2 separate regions of the Mus musculus genome follow, and region 2 is linked to region 1. Evidence: chromatin contacts called from public HiChIP or PLAC-seq data. All regions are on one chromosome and are shown on one strand. The core of a region is the stretch at or near the end of the contact, and the rest is flanking DNA. Distances in the headings are between cores, read along the strand shown. Region 1 holds the start of Prrx1 (paired related homeobox 1). Region 2 has its middle 20 kb from the start of Gorab.

Region 1 (4,016 bases), core at 896-3,395:
ATCTAAATGTTCCCATAGAAACCATTAATACCCAGGTTGATACTGTAGCAATTGGTTGATAGGAACATGGGTAACCAGCTGCGGTTTTTCAAAATGTGCCTGCTTCCTGGAGAAAAGGCGGAATGCAAGGAAAGGCACTTAATGATATTTCTGGGGATGGTCTCTGATCTCTTTTCCTTGACAGTCTTCTGGAGTATCAACCATACTGGCTGCAAACAGAAACAAGGATACTTCTTGGAGGCAATATCTAGGGTGCTAGAAGTCCTGATCTTTTACTCAGGATTTGGTCACAAATGGCAATCCTCACGTCTGAAAGAAAAAGGAATCCATCTGTGTAAGTAAAGATGGAGCGCATGAGCCTCCAGTCTGAGAAGATATGGGAGAGACTGATGCTGTCTGGCCTTAGGAAGAGAGAAAGGGTGTCTCCTTTCCCCTAAGGGAGCAGAGAGTTCCAGAGACACCGGTGGAAATATGCCACTTTAACCTGACCATCGAGTCGCTTCCACTCCAGGCACTTTAGGCTCTAGGAGTCTCACCGTTGGCATCTCCGAAAGCACCTCAGGATACTCAAGTCCCCACTCTGTCTGGCCCACCCACGGGCAAGTCCCCAGCGCAAGAACCAGCTCTTCTGGCTTAGATGCCCTCCGGCAGACAAACCTTCGCGGCTCAGAGCCTGAGCTGCCGAGCAGGGGCGACCAGAGCACTTTGGCGGGGCTGGGGGCTGCCGGTCGGGGGCACGGCACGAGTGGCTGGAGCGAGGCGAGGGGTGGAAAAAGGAGGGGGCGGCGGGTGGACTAATGATGAAAAAGTCTCCTCCATCCTGGCTCCTTAATTAAATGCATGGAAAGAACCGAGGCGCGCACATCTGGTTTCAATCTACAGCCCTTTGATGGCATCAAATGTTCTTTTCCCAGATCAGGGCTGGAAGTTCTGGGCTAACTATGGCCGTTTGGAGCACAGAAACCATTTATACACACTGGGACCCTTCCTTCTTTTCAATTCAATCTCATAGCTACAGGAGAAGGGGAAATCTAGCAATCAGGGGAGCGAGGGGAAACGTATGTATGTGTGTGTTTAAAGAACATAAAACGCCACAAATAAGCACATACTATTTTACTTACTGGCCATATAGTAACTCATTCCTAATGAGACTATTAAAGCTGTTACCAGATTCCAACAGGTCATGAAAACACCGTCCAGCACCGCTCTGCCCTCTGTCAAGCCTGGTCATAGACTTCGACCTTCCTCAGTCTCTGTGTTTGCCAGGGCCTCACCGAACTGGATACAGATTAGCACAGAGCCCACCCCACCCCCAGCTCCTCCTGCTCCCCCCAACTTCTTCAGCCCCAGTGTTCCTGTCTGCTCTGATCTGGGGCAGCCTCGGCTACGAGCAAGAAATTAGAACATTGGCAAAGGTAGGGGAATTATCAGGACGGACTTTCTTCTGGTTTAATGAATATGTAAATTTTCTACTGTCTGAAGCCTGGGGATTTCTGGTGGCAGCGAAAGTCTCGAATCCATTCGAAGCTGAAGACTTCTGGATCTGCCCAAGCCGTCTTTAGATCGTAGAGAGCCTCCCGTTATTATCGCTCTTGTTATTTTATTACATTATTTAATAGGCTGTCTCTACAGAGCCAAACGAGCTTTAATAGGCTTGCTCTTTTTTGCCGTTCAGTCTCAGACTCTCCCTGCGCTCTCCGCCAAAACAAAGCTGCAGGAAAAGTTACTGGGGGGCGGTGCAGCCGCAGATTTGACTGTTATAGATGTGCATCTTTTCCCTGTTCCTTTTTCTTTTTTCTTTTCCTAACAAGTTTGCCCTCAGCTGTTATCAAAACATGCAAATGAGATATTCCAAGAGGATCTCAAACAAATCCGGAGGAGTTAATGCTGAAACAAAATAATCAGCCCCGTTTTAAAGTGACTGCGGGTTTCGGGCACTTTTCTCTCTGTGATACTACTGCAAGGGAATGATAATTAGACCTTTATTTTAAAAATCCAAAGGGGCTCTCTCCTTAGCTTCCCTCCCTTTTCCCTCCCTCCCTCCTTCCTCCCTCCCTCCTCCTCTCTTGCTCCCTCCCTCTCCCTTTCTCTCTGGCTCTGATGTTGGCAAAGGGGTTTTCTTAATCAGACTGTTTTTTCGGTCCGAGGAAAAGGAGGTAGGAGATTGTGATGGAGAAAGGGGGTCTGTAAAACGTCAGGCGCCGCACAAAGGCTTTGCCACGTAATTACAGGCTCCTATTAAGTGGAGATCTGCCCTCCCAGGGGTCTCCAATTTTCTTGTATTCCCTACAAAGCCTCCTCTCCATGCCAGCCTGTGCCTTTTGAAGTGCCAGAGAGCTTCTTGATCCAACTGAGAAGGGAAAAGGAGCTCCGCACGGAGAAGGGGGAGAGAGCGGAGGGAAGGGGGACCGCCACCCTTCTGCAGACTCTTGAAGCCCCGCTTCTTTATTTCTTATTTTTTTTTCCTCCTTACGAAGAGTAAAGTGAGAATCCTGCTCTCTAATACATCTGCAAGACATCACTCTCCTGAAATTCTAGTCACTCCCGAGAATCCACAGGAGTGCAGAGAGGGGGAACGCGCTTTCTTGAAGACATTTTAAAGCTGGAACAAGCCTTCTTCTGTTGGCGCTTGAACTCTTGCCGGGGGAATAACTTTTTTTAACCTCTTTCTCTAATTTTTTTAAAGCCACTTTGATTCTTCTCTCCACCCCTTCTTCTCTCTTCTGTTTGCCTAACTCCCCCGCCCCGCTGGCCTCCCCTTTCCTCGCTCCCCCTTATTATTATTTTTAGTGTCTGCGAGTGGACGCTTTTTAAGAGTTGAAAGGGATATTTTTTTTCTTTTTGATCTAAGCATAGGTTGTTTGTTTTGTTTTTATTTTTGAACTTTTTGGTGTGGATTATCTCTCTGGACCGCGCTGGACTTGGCTTTAGCGAAGTAACCGAGGCTGCAGGGAAAGTTACTTGTCCCGAAAGTTCTACACTTCAGAAGGGGTCCCACCCTCTGTTTCTCTCTCTCTCTCTCTCTCTCTCTCTCTCTCTCTCTCTCTCTCCACTCCCCCCTCTTTCTTCCCCACTCGGCTCCTCTCCCCCCTCACGCCCACAGCGTTTGGTGTTGATTCGAGCGGGAAGAGGGGGGTGGGTGGGATTGGAGGGGAGACCATGACCTCCAGCTACGGGCACGTTCTGGAGCGGCAACCGGCGCTGGGCGGCCGCTTGGACAGCCCGGGCAACCTCGACACCCTGCAGGCGAAAAAGAACTTCTCCGTCAGTCACCTGCTAGACCTGGAGGAGGCCGGGGACATGGTGGCGGCACAAGCAGACGAAAGTGTGGGCGAGGCGGGCCGGAGCCTGCTGGAGTCACCGGGACTGACCAGTGGCAGCGACACCCCTCAGCAGGACAGTGAGTGAGGGCGCGTGCTCCGGGGAGTGTGCGCTGGGGACACAGGGTGGAGGCCCGGGGAGGGCGGCGGGAGCGTGTTCCAGGCTTCGGTTTCGGGGAGACAAGGCGTTAAGAAGTTAGGAGTCCTGGGAAAAGTGGCTGGTTGCTGATCGCAGAAAGACCGATGAGAAAAAGAGGGCTCCCCCAATGCTGTAAGCCAAGCGGGCGCTGGAGAGAGACCCGGAGGCCCAGGGACGCTGGGAGGCCAGGGGATCCCATGCAGGGATTCTGCGGCCACCACTGTCTCCAGCCGCCAGGGCTGCATCTCCAGTTCGGGCGGAGCGGCGGTCAGAAATCCCGCAGGCAGGCGGGGCGTCCACGCCAGGGTAGGAGCGGTCCGGTCCGGCCAGAGCGCAGGCTACACAGCCACCTCGGTTAGAGAAAACAGGGAACAAAGATGCAGGGCAGGCTTGGGAGCGCGTCTTCCCTGGGGTTGAAGGGAAAGCACTGTGCTCAGAGGAACCTGGAAGACAGGACTAAGGTCGCATACCCTCTGTGCATATGACCCAAGCCTGGAAAAGACTAAGGGCAGCGCGGGAACACACAATTCTTGTCGCCCAGGCTTGCTCTCTGACCT
Region 2 (3,904 bases), core at 818-3,317, 110 kb before region 1:
AGTCTTAGAAAGAGTCAGTAGTGGCATCTTAAATATTTTTAAAATTAAGAGAGCTCATAACCAAATGTAATTGCTAATGTAAAGTTAAGGAAACTCACATTCTAAATAAATGTGGAACTAACTGTAGCTTTTACATTGCTTTCACCAAAACTAACCCTATTCTGGACAGTGGTGGCACATGCCAGCACTTGGGAGGCAGAGGCAGGTGAATATCTGAGTTGGAGGCCAGTCTGGTCTACAGAGTGTGTTCCAGGACAGCCAGGGCTACACAGAGGAACCATGTCCCTAGAATAAAATAAAATAAAAAACCTGACCCTGTAAAGCCTAGTTGATCTAGCTTAGAATATTATCCCAAGTGCACACACATGCACTGTAGACACAAGAGCATGTGAAATCAAAGCCCCAGGGTACGCTTAGCCTTTTACTACCAGCTTTAGAATAGGAGAACATGAGATCTATTTTTTAAAAGTTTAAAAACAGTGCGGATGAGTTATTCTAGAAGACTATTTTTGAAGCCACATCAATAAAGGGATTTTAATGAAGTAAACTTTGCTTACCAGTTCTCAAGCAGGACAGATTATTGTCCTATTTGATGTACTGAGTACATCATTTAACGCCCCTCAGAACTACAAAATAAGGATGGATTTACTCAAAATGATGCCCTCTAGAGCCCACAACACAGTAGACACTTTTTTTTTCTTGCTTGCTGAATGAGTGCAATTCATCTGAAGTTTTCACAAGCCCAGGATGTTTAGGCCAGTTGTTGTAAGTCCCACTGCCATCATGACCATATCCCAGATTCAGCTGCCAATGCTTGGGCCCCAATCAATTCCCAGAGAAGATAAGCATTAGACCCAGGAGACTGATTTCTCTGGAGCTTGGTCAGAAAGGGTCCTAGTTAACTATGATAAAAACACTCAGCAAAAGCAATTTGGAGGAGGAGGCTTGACTGGAATTATATGCTCTGATTACTGTTCATCACAGAGGGAAGTTAGGGCAAGAACTTAAGAAGGAGCAGAGGCAGGCACCGTGGAGGAAAGCTGCTCCCACTTGCTCAGCTATCTTTCTTATCCAGCCCAGGAACAGATGCCCAGGGCCAGCACCGTCCATAGTGGGCTGGATCCTCCCATATCAATCAGCTATCAAGAAAATGCCCACAGACATGCTCACAGGACAATCTGATGGAGGCAATTTCTCAAGTGAAATGCCTTCCTCCCAGGTGTGCTAGGTTTGTGTCAAATTGACAAAAACTAATCCTGACAGAAAGTGAGCAACAAAAAGACACCAAAGGGAGGAAGGGAGGAAAGGCATTACAACTGAAGCCTGTGTAGGAATGCATAGGCTCGCCTGTATGCACAATTGTTATCTGTACAACAGGCATACCAGGTGATCCACATCGGCTCTCCCCTAGATGTCTGAACAGAGACGTCTCTTATATATGCATGCAAGCTGGGTAAAGTGAGGTGGCTAAGGCAGAATGCAAGACAATGTCTGTTCACGGATGATAGATTTTTTTCAACGACCTGACCCTAACCTGAAGTTAATAAAAGCACTTCTGTGTTTGAAGCCTACTTGGTCCTGATCGGTGTCTCATTTTGTCTTGTTGAATAAATGAAATCAGCAGTGGAGGAAGCCATGACAAACCTGTCTCCATTCAAACAGAATCCTCCCTCCTCTCTTTTGCATATGGGTTTCCAAAGAAGCTCCAAGAGAAGGAGCCTCATTAGGATGCTGCGGCTGCAGTGCTCTTGCCTATTTAGCCAGGGAAACCACTGGCTGGTCCTCAGTCATCACAGCTTCTAGAATTCGCGACCAAAGCAACATGAGGGCAAAACCTCTCTCTCTCTCTCTCTCTCTCTCTCTCTCTCTCTCTCTCTCTGTCTCTCTGTCTCTCTGTCTCTCTGTCTCTCTGTCTCTCTGTCTCTGTCTCTCTCTCTCTCTCTCTCTCTCTCTCTCTCTCTCTCTCTCTCTTTCTTCTTTCTCCCCTTCCCTGCTAAACACAGGATAGGTACCACGGCCTTCTCTCTTACAAAGAGCATTCCCTCAGCATTCTCTCACAAGCCCCCTTTGTTTCCTGCCCTCTGCCCCATCTATATGCAGCAGCCGCAGCCACCCAGATGTTCTCTATCAAAGCCTGAGCCATGCCAGCAAACTTTGGCAAGCGTAAGAGTGCTCTGCGTACTGCCCCTCCAGAAATACCTTTTCCCCCCTCTGATTTCTGCAAATATTTTTAAATGTTAATGGGTTCCACTCACCCACAACCTAGGGGGAGGTTACAGAACAGGGCTCTGTGTGTCCAGCAAATTAGCAGCCCAGGATACTGCTTGGCGCCTGGGTTCTGTCCCACCCTGAGGCATTGGCTGGGGTTCGCCAACCTTCAGCGTTTAAGGTCAGTTTGCCAGCACATTGCCTTCTGGTGACAGAGGTTAGGTGGGTTAGGTTGACAGGAAAGTTCCAATGAACCACACAGAAATACGTAGCCTTATCTTACTCTCAAGTTTCAAGAGAGCTTGAAGCATCACTGAAAATACTTTGAAATGTTTCTCTCCCCTTACACATCCTTCGTACCCTGTCTCTCTTGTCATACCTTTTCCTGGCTCAGTAAATAGATACAGAATAATTTGACCCAAGCTCTGGTAATTCAGCAAGTCCCTTTGAAACCTTGGTAGAGATTTTAATAAAATGGAAGTGTGGACTTTATTTGTTGAGGTTGGGAAAGTGATGTGTATTTGAAGGAGAAAGTAGAAGGCTACTGGTCCACATTTTCCTGTGAGAGACATTCTAAGCACCTTACTTGCATAGTGTCACCTGTTTTTGTGTCTCCTTGGGACCAGATGGAGAATAATTTAAACCCACTTGCTGTGGGTCAAATACTTGCATCCTCCAGAATTCGTATATTAAAAACCGAATCCTCGGTGTGACAGAGTTTGGCAAGGGTATTTGGGGAAATAATAGTTTTTGAGTTCTGAACTAGAGTTGGATTTCCCTCTCCTCTTCCTCTTCCTCTTCCTCGCCCTTTTCTCTCTTCTCTACCCCCTTCTTTACTTCTCTTTATTTTCATCTATCCATACACCAGAAAGAGGACTCTCATCAGAAATCCAAACTGGATCTGAACTTCCATCATCCGGAGAGGTGAGAAACAAATGTTTATTCCTTAAGCCACCTCATTTATGCAATTTTGTTACAGCAGCTGAAACAGACTGAGTCCTTGTTCCTAAGTCTTATTCTGAGAGCCTCACAACAACCCTGGGCAGAAAGTGCTCAGGTGGCTTCTCTTCTCAGCCTCAGTGACAGTTTCAGTTTAGCAAAACTCCCTTTTTCACTTAATAAAATCATGACACTTGGTGTCTGTGGCCCATGTGCATTGTCCATTCTGAGCAGTGGGTGATACAAATAATCACACTGCAACTCCCCCCCCCCCCCGCAAGTTCCCCAATGTACACATCCACTCTCTGTGTGTCCTTTTGAGGTAATATTTAATTACTGGATGTTCTGATGAGAAGGAAGATCCGGGTGATACTTACCAGTGGATACAGGGCTTTATAGCCCAGATAACCTGAAACTCAAAACCAGCCATCCATAAACCAGGTCTCTGAGGAGGGAAGCCACATCTTACCACCCACATCATGAGCTTTTACTATTCCACAGTTTCTCACATCCAGGACTTCCCTAATAATCACATGTTTTGATTAATCATTACATTTCCCTAAAAGCCCATCAAATCTTCAATGGTGAGTACCAACAATTATTTCTTAGATTCTCTCACTTCCTTGTCTCAAAAATTATCCCCTTCCTTTAAAAGCAAGAAAACAAACAGCAACCAAAGAACTGGTTGTAGACTGTTATATTTGACTCCTGCACACTTTTTAAAAAGATTTGATATATATATATATATGTATATATA

What was found. HiChIP or PLAC-seq counts read pairs in DNA pulled down with a chosen protein or histone mark.
Region 2: an H3K4me3 HiChIP or PLAC-seq map of embryonic limb bud shows a contact between it and region 1, with 2.3 times the contacts expected there. The contact joins the enhancer-like site here to the promoter of Prrx1 in region 1. A contact is called at or near these places in 5 of 39 promoter capture datasets (embryonic stem cells, frontonasal cranial neural crest, hematopoietic stem and progenitor cells and 2 more), 1 of 484 Hi-C or Micro-C datasets (nephron progenitors) and 1 of 115 datasets of contacts at active chromatin or transcription factors (embryonic limb bud).

Annotation. Positions count from the first base shown.
Region 1 is chr1:163,311,779-163,315,794 of GRCm38.p6, reverse strand. It overlaps Prrx1 (paired related homeobox 1), which reads left to right and starts at 2,145. Exons shown (of 4, transcript NM_011127.2): 1 at 2,145-3,400. The coding sequence starts at 3,160.
Region 2 is chr1:163,422,059-163,425,962 of GRCm38.p6, reverse strand. No RefSeq gene overlaps it. Among named protein-coding and RNA genes, the nearest start is that of Gorab, 20 kb to the right of the region's middle. Within about 2 kb of position 2,067, at least 29 of the 459 cell types and tissues checked have an H3K27ac peak or open chromatin away from gene starts, as enhancers often do. A contact at or near this core is called in embryonic limb bud, where this site is marked.